Linked DNA regions of Mus musculus: region 2 is linked to region 1. Evidence: chromatin contacts called from public HiChIP or PLAC-seq data. All regions are on one chromosome and are shown on one strand. Each heading gives the region's core, a stretch centred on a gene start, on an enhancer-like site or on the middle of the called end of the contact. The rest is flanking DNA. Distances are from core to core; before and after follow the strand shown.

What was found. HiChIP or PLAC-seq counts read pairs in DNA pulled down with a chosen protein or histone mark.
Region 2: a FOXA1 HiChIP or PLAC-seq map of pancreatic cancer cells shows a contact between it and region 1. The contact joins the promoter of Slc35c2 here to the promoter of Ube2c in region 1. A contact is called at or near these places in 8 of 39 promoter capture datasets (the 3T3-L1 cell line, the HPC-7 cell line, cranial neural crest and 4 more), 1 of 484 Hi-C or Micro-C datasets (the C10 cell line), 2 of 115 datasets of contacts at active chromatin or transcription factors (large pre-B cells and pancreatic cancer cells) and 1 of 9 other capture datasets (pancreatic islet).

What each region holds. Positions count from the first base shown.
Region 1 is chr2:164,768,294-164,771,698 of GRCm38.p6, forward strand. Ube2c (ubiquitin-conjugating enzyme E2C) reads left to right here and starts at 1,636. Exons shown (of 6, transcript NM_026785.2): 1 at 1,636-1,787; 2 at 2,074-2,101; 3 at 3,000-3,086. The coding sequence starts at 1,687.
Region 2 is chr2:165,285,919-165,289,323 of GRCm38.p6, forward strand. Slc35c2 (solute carrier family 35, member C2) reads right to left here and starts at 1,920. Exons shown (of 10, transcript NM_144893.2): 1 at 1,866-1,920. Elmo2 (engulfment and cell motility 2) reads right to left here. Exons shown (of 21, transcript NM_080287.2): 21 at 2,113-3,405.

The DNA.
Region 1 (3,405 bases), core at 386-2,885:
CCGCCTACCCGCCCCCATCTGTGTTCTCTGCCAGGCTGCCCTGGCCTTGTTCCAGTTTAGGAATGTTGCACAAGGTGAAGACTGGCCCAGAGGGTTTGATGGCCTACCAAAGGGAAAATGCGGTTGCCTTTTATTTTCCCAGTGTTACGTGCTAGTACACTGACTGACTGCTAAGGTTGTACAGGAAATTTACTGGAGAGTATGAACTTTTTTGTGCTTTTTGGGGTTGAGACAGTATCTCTTACATACACCCTGGCTGACCTTGAGCTCAGAGGTCTCGCCTTTGTTGAGATTAAAGGCGTTGAGCACCATCAGATCCTGTTTTTGTTTCTTTAAGGTACATTCTCATATAGCCCAACCTAACTTAGAGATGACCTTCAACTCCTGCCTGTTACCACCTTCCAAGAAATTATAGGCATGCACCCCCTGAACCCACGTTTACTAATCGGGAGTCTGCTGTCTCACCTGCCTAGGTTGTTTAAGTTCTTTTTTTTTTTTTTTTTTTTTTTAAGATTTATTTATTGGGCTGGTGAGATGGCTCAGTGGGTAAGAGCACCCGACTGCTCTTCCGAAGGTCAGGAGTTCAAATCCCAGCAACCACATGGTGGTTCACAACCATCCGATCACGAGATCTGACTACCTCTTCTGGAGTGTCTGAAGATAGCGACAGTGTACTTACATATAATAAATAAATAAATAAAATCTTAAAAAAAAAAAAAAAGATTTATTTATTATATGTAAGTACGCTGTCTTCAGACACTCCAGAAGAGGGAGTCAGATCGCGTTAAGGATAGTTGTGAGCTACCATGTGGTTGCTGGGATTTGAACTCAGGATCTTTGGAAGAGCAATCAGTGCTCTTAACCGCTGAGCCATCTCTCCAGGCCCCCCCCCCTTTTTTTTTTTTTTTTTTTTTTGGTTTTTGGTTTTCGAGACAGGGTTTCTCTGTATAGCCCTGGCTGTCCTGGAACTCACTTTGTAGACCAGGCTGGCCTCGAACTCAGAAATCCGCCTGCCTCTGCCTCCCAGTGCTGGGATTAAAGGCGTGCGCCACCACGCCCGGCTTAAGTTCTTGGGAACCCAAAGTAACTAACATTTTAATAGGGTGAGGAGAAAAATGCTTCCTATTCCAGAAGATGTGCCCCCTGCTGGGCGTGTCCCTGGACGGACCAGCGAATTTGGACGGAAGTCCAACCACCGCCCGGTGTGTGAGCACTCGTTCGTGAAATCTCAACACTTGGCAGTGAAAGCAGGAGGGATCAAGAAGTCAAATTCATACCTGGCTGCACAGCCAAATCACAGGCCAGCGACAGGAGTCGGGGTTCCAAAGAGACCCGGCGGGGGAGGGGCGGCGAATACACGTGGACCGGTCCTTGGACCCTTTAATGGTCGGCGTCGTCCAAAGGCCACCAATCCGCCACCGATTCGTTAGTTAATGGCAGCTTTCTTCACCAATTGGCTAGCTGAGGCACGCCCCGCCGTCCAATCGTGGCGCGTTACTGGGGAGGACCTAGCAGTTGCGCAGGGGCAGAGCATTCCGGGGCGTCCCATTGGCTGGATCAAACCTAAGCGAGCCTTTGATTGGCTAGCGCAGCGGGAGGGTTGCAATTCAAACGCGGGCGGCGGCCCGCAGCCCCGCAGTTGCCCTTTCCTCTCCACACTCCTGTCTCGGTGCCAGTACCTCTGGGATGGCCTCACAAAACCGCGACCCAGCTGCTGCCAGCGTTGCCGCGGTTCGAAAAGGAGCCGAGCCCTGCGGGGGCGCCGCCCGAGGCCCTGTGGGCAAGCGGTGAGTGGTGCGGAGGTCACCCCGGGGCTTTGGGACAAATGAGGGGGTACCAGGAACGCAGGAAATGGAAGGCTGATGGCGCTGCCAGGCAGCTCTCATAGGTTGCCCTGCGAGCGCTGGGGTTAACATGGGGTCGAAGGCTCACCTGGGTCCTCTAATTGAGTGCCAGAGCTGAACCTGCCTTTGAAGAAGGGGTAAGGCCTCCACGACAGGATAGTCGTGTGGGAAGTGATATATTTCCTCGACAGTATCCATTGCCCCGAGTAACCCCGACTTCTCCTTGCAGGCTACAGCAGGAACTGATGATCCTCATGGTAAGTGTGTTCTAAGATCAATTGACCTACCTTCCCATCCCCCACCCCGTTATCCGTAACTTCCTTTACTACTTCAGGCCACCTGCTAGTATGGGTGCAATGTACTCACTTATGGAAGCCCTTTGAACGCCCACCGTCACGAGCTCCGCAGCTGTCGGGCTTATCTGGGCTCATCGATGCTTACCTTTTCAGGCCCCAGCTCTAACCTTGCCCAGCCCCACCCTTCTTGGAATTGCTGGTCCCATCACCTTCGAATTCTCTCCTCTGGTCGTCCTTTGCTACATTACCCCTAAATAGCAATCTGCATGTTTTAGTGACACTTAAATTCCTGGTGAAAACCAGATTTTGGAGGGAAACTTTGGAAGCACGGGAGGTGCCTCCTGTTGCCTCCTAGCCTGGCGATCAGCCTGAGAGTTGGCTCTAACTGCTTTATTCAGAGGCAGAGTATGCTGCGGGCAGTGCAGGCTCTCACCCAGTGATTGACCCGGTCAATCAACAGGTTCAGTCAACAGGGTCTGCAAGAGAGAGAGTGGAGATGGAGGGGCAAGAGATGCAAAGAATGGGGACAAGACAGTTTCAAGTCTCATTTATTGGAAGGCAACTATAGGTGTATAAGCACAGGCTGGGGAGTGCAGCTGGAGACACTTAGCCAGTCCAGGATGTGTTTGGGAAAAACAGGATGATATTAGAGTGTGTTCAGCTGTGGTGAGCTTCTTGCAAAAGCAGCATTGTCTCTCGTCAGGGTGGAAAAGTACCAACCTGTAAGTAAATAGCCTGAGATGGCTGCAGAGATGATAGCCGCTTTCTGCTAAGAGTGGGCTCCCAACAAGTGACCCCTTTGGCTGTGCCTGAAAGTGTACACTGGAACCCAGCAGTTGAGTGTTGTTTCCTTCCTCAGACATCTGGTGACAAAGGAATCTCCGCCTTCCCTGAGTCAGACAACCTGTTCAAGTGGGTGGGGACCATCCACGGAGCAGCCGGCACCGTAAGTGGGCAGCACTTTGCCTGGGCACAGGCTCTGAGCCCTGTGGCCATGTTCTTTTAGTATGAGAGGGACTCTTCAGGCAGTGCCGTCTATAGACCACGATAAAGTAGGGTAGAGGACCTTAGCTTGAGGGAGGGCACAAACAGCTTCCTGTTAATGCAGATATGGTTTTAAATCATCAGAAATTGAGTCTAAAGTCTCACTTTAGCAATTGAGATACTATTCGGACCACTCTGGTAGCCCTCGGAATGCCGGGTCACAATCTTTGGACCGGAAGGTCACTGACATCACTAGAAGAAAGCACCATTGGCCAACTTAA
Region 2 (3,405 bases), core at 670-3,169, 520 kb after region 1:
CTTTCCTTCAGAGCCTGTCTAGCTCCCCACCTCTATGGGGCACCATGCAGAAAGTCACCTATCCCCCCACACAGACAGAACCAGAAAGGACCTTGGAAGCAGATAGCCACTCTGTGTCCCCACTAAACAGCGGTTTGCCTCACACTGGCTATACAGATGTAAAATTCCTAAGGGCCTTACCCTCCCTCCATGGTAATGGAGAGCAGGCTTCTAATCACATCTACCCAAGCAAGGAATTTAGTAAGTGTCCCTTTCCCCAAGAAACAGTGGCTCCCTCAGCGCAGGGTGGGGCGACACTGTAGCACCTGGCTGCCCTCTACCTCCTCAGCTGGAACGTGGGTGTCCAGCTTAGTGCCTCAGAGCACAGCAGAGATCTGTGAGAAAAGCCGTCTGCGTCCCCTACAACTGAGACTCTGAGTTATCTGACTCAGTTTCTCTGGCCGTGTGGTTTGGGGGGCAGAGGGATCACTGGCACGAGGAGCAGCACTTGGCACTGGCGAATGGCAGGAGTCATTCTGTCACCTACAGCAAAGTTTCCAAATGTCAGGCCCCACTCCCTTACCTCAGTCTGTCAGGCTGTTCACCCAGGCAGTTACTCTTTCCCTGTCACCTCGCCAGAGCCCGGGTTTCTGTGGCTCTGCTCACGAAACTGACAGCTTCCTCCTCAGAGACCTAGCGGGTGCAACTTGCCACAGTCTCTGGAGTCTTCCTTCTTTCTGACTCATTCAGTAAGCACAGATGCCTGAGGGCTGCAGCCCAGCCTCTCTTTGCCGCCTTCATTCCCAGCCCACCACGACCAACCCCGTAACTCCAGCCGACAGCTCAACCTCAAGGTGCTGCAAGGAGCTACCTTAATATTCCTCGGGTCTTCATCTGACTCTCAAGTCACTTAGAAACGGCCAACCGAACAACTGTTTTCTTTGGCAGAAGGCAGTCAGCACCAGTGAAGCCATTGCTGCCTCCCTCGGCATCCCTCATCTCCTGCCTTGTCAAGTCCACCTCTAGTTATTCCTTGACCCACCCACTTCTCTTCACTTCCTCTCCCACCACCACACACTACACCACAGTTTCCGTTCACCTACTGCCTGCACTTGCCTGCAGTCCACAAGGAGCCAGAGACTGGTGGAATGGTTAGTGTGGTCAACCTGACAGAAGCTAGGGTCACCTGGGAGACGGGCCTCGGAGCATACCAGGAAGGGATTGATTCTCTTGATCAGGTTAACCGATGTGAGGAGACCCAGGTAGCTGTGGGCAGGAACTCCTGGCCTCCATAAAGAAGGGAGAGTGCACTAGCAGGCACTGATGGCTCTCAAGATTCTATACTTCAGAACTGTGGAAACGACGTGGCCAGCTGCTTCAAGCACTTACTGCCCTGACTTCCTCACGACGGACAGCACCAAGAACTATGGGGGAAATAAGCTCTTTCTTTCTTTCTTTCTTCCTTCCTTCCTTAAGTTGCATCAGGGAAAGAAACTAAGACTGCCGGTCCCAACAGACCGGAGACCCCGGGGCTGGGTCCGCAAGTTCTCCCTGGATCCTGCCTGCCAGCTGCAACGCCACGTACAGCCGTGTGCCCGGAACATCAGCCGGCGTCCTCCTCGGCAAGGCAACCTGATGCTCTCTGCTCTGGTCCCCTTCCCCAGGACCCCCATTGCGCGTGGCACTTAACACCGCGTGACGACTGTGTTTGCTCACGTGTCCCTGCCGCGCCTGCTCGGCAGTATCCACCTGGTTCCCCCCATCCCCAAGACCCGGCCCCTCGTACGTGCTCGGCGAATGCCAGGCGAACGGGCCCAGAGCCACTGGAAAGCTGGGGAAACTGAGGCCGGGCGAGAAGGCAGGGGACCGCCCACACGCCCACTTACCTCCGCCCAGGCTCTCGCCGGGAGCCTCCTGCCGGAAGCTCGAGGTGGGCACTGTGCCTCAGGAGGCGAGACTTCCGCCGGAAGTCGGTGGGGTGGGCGGAGCCAGAGCATCTCTAAGGCGGCTACAGCAAGCTTCCCAACACGGTCCCTCTGTACCTTTCCCTTAAACGGGCACCAGGAACGAATCACAGCTACTAATAACTCTGTACAGGGCTTATTTCTTCAGGGACTTCAAGCAGCAGGGAAATGACATGACAACCATTAAATTTTATTAGTAAAACGTCCTGGCAAAGTGATAATGGACACTTTGTGACATTGCGTATGCCTATAAATTTGTGAGAATTATTCAATAGGCTGAGTACGTGAAGTTCATCGCAGAGGAAATGGAACCCAAAAGGAAGGGGGTAAGAAGGATCTAGTCTTACCGGGAGCCCAGGGAAGCAGGTTACAGTGGCCGCAGAACACCAATTTAGCACACCTGGATTTGACTCATTTCAGGTACAGAGTATGTGGGCAAGATAACCTCTAAGCCATGCAAGCTAGGGCTGCAGACCCGAGCTGGCCCAGTTCTCGGCGTCTGCTCATCCGGGCTCTACTAGGACTGGCTGCAAACAGGAATCCTTGCACATGACTTGGCTGGGCTCCTGGCTCCTAGCAGAAGGCTCAAGGCCAGCGTGTAAGCTGTGCTTTGTGCACACTGCTGCTGTAGGCTGTTGCCAGCTGGCATCACGAAAGCATTCGTTGATTCAATGCTTCCTGAGACCTACAATGGTGCCCATCGCAGCCCAAGGTCTTGGCTTCGTTCAGCCCTCAAAGCCTGCGTTGCATGCACTTTCTATGCCTTCTGAAAGCGCCTGTCCTCACCCCCTTCTGACTGAGGCAAGGGGAAGTATCTATTTTCATCACTGCCTTCATTCAAACCTCCCAGCTACCAAGGCTGCTGATGGGAGCACCAGCTTAAAGCACCAGCTGGCAAGCTGGGCACTAACTGCAGGCAACATGCGGGGTGCGGAACATGTCTTCTTTGAAAGGCACAAGTACTCGAGCTGTTCCCTGGCTGTGTCCCTGGCAGGGGAAAAAGGGAGGATGGGTTCTTGGGGGTGTACAGTATGCCTTTCCACGTTGTACCCAGCACGACTGAGCAGAAAACGCTCTGTCCTGTAGCACAAGCTGTGAGCATCCTTAGCCAGCAGGTGTGAGTAGTTTGCGCATGACAAGAGCAGGAGAGATGAGGGGAGAGGGAGATGCTCTCAGAGTGGCTGGGAGCTCTCCACATGCTCCCAGGCACACTGAAATGAAGGCTGTCAGGCCGCTCCTCACCCTTGGGACAGGGAATAAGTGCAGAGGAAGAGGTGTGGATAGGAAGCAGTCTACATGAAAGAGTATTTATTGAAAACACATCACTGACAGGAAGCTCCTGGCTGCTCTCTGGTTACACTCACAGCTCATGACTGAGAGCACTACAGTTTTGTTCTTGATTTTATTTTCCCTTAAACATTCTATCCTAAGATAGGAAGATCTTATATAAATATATATACAT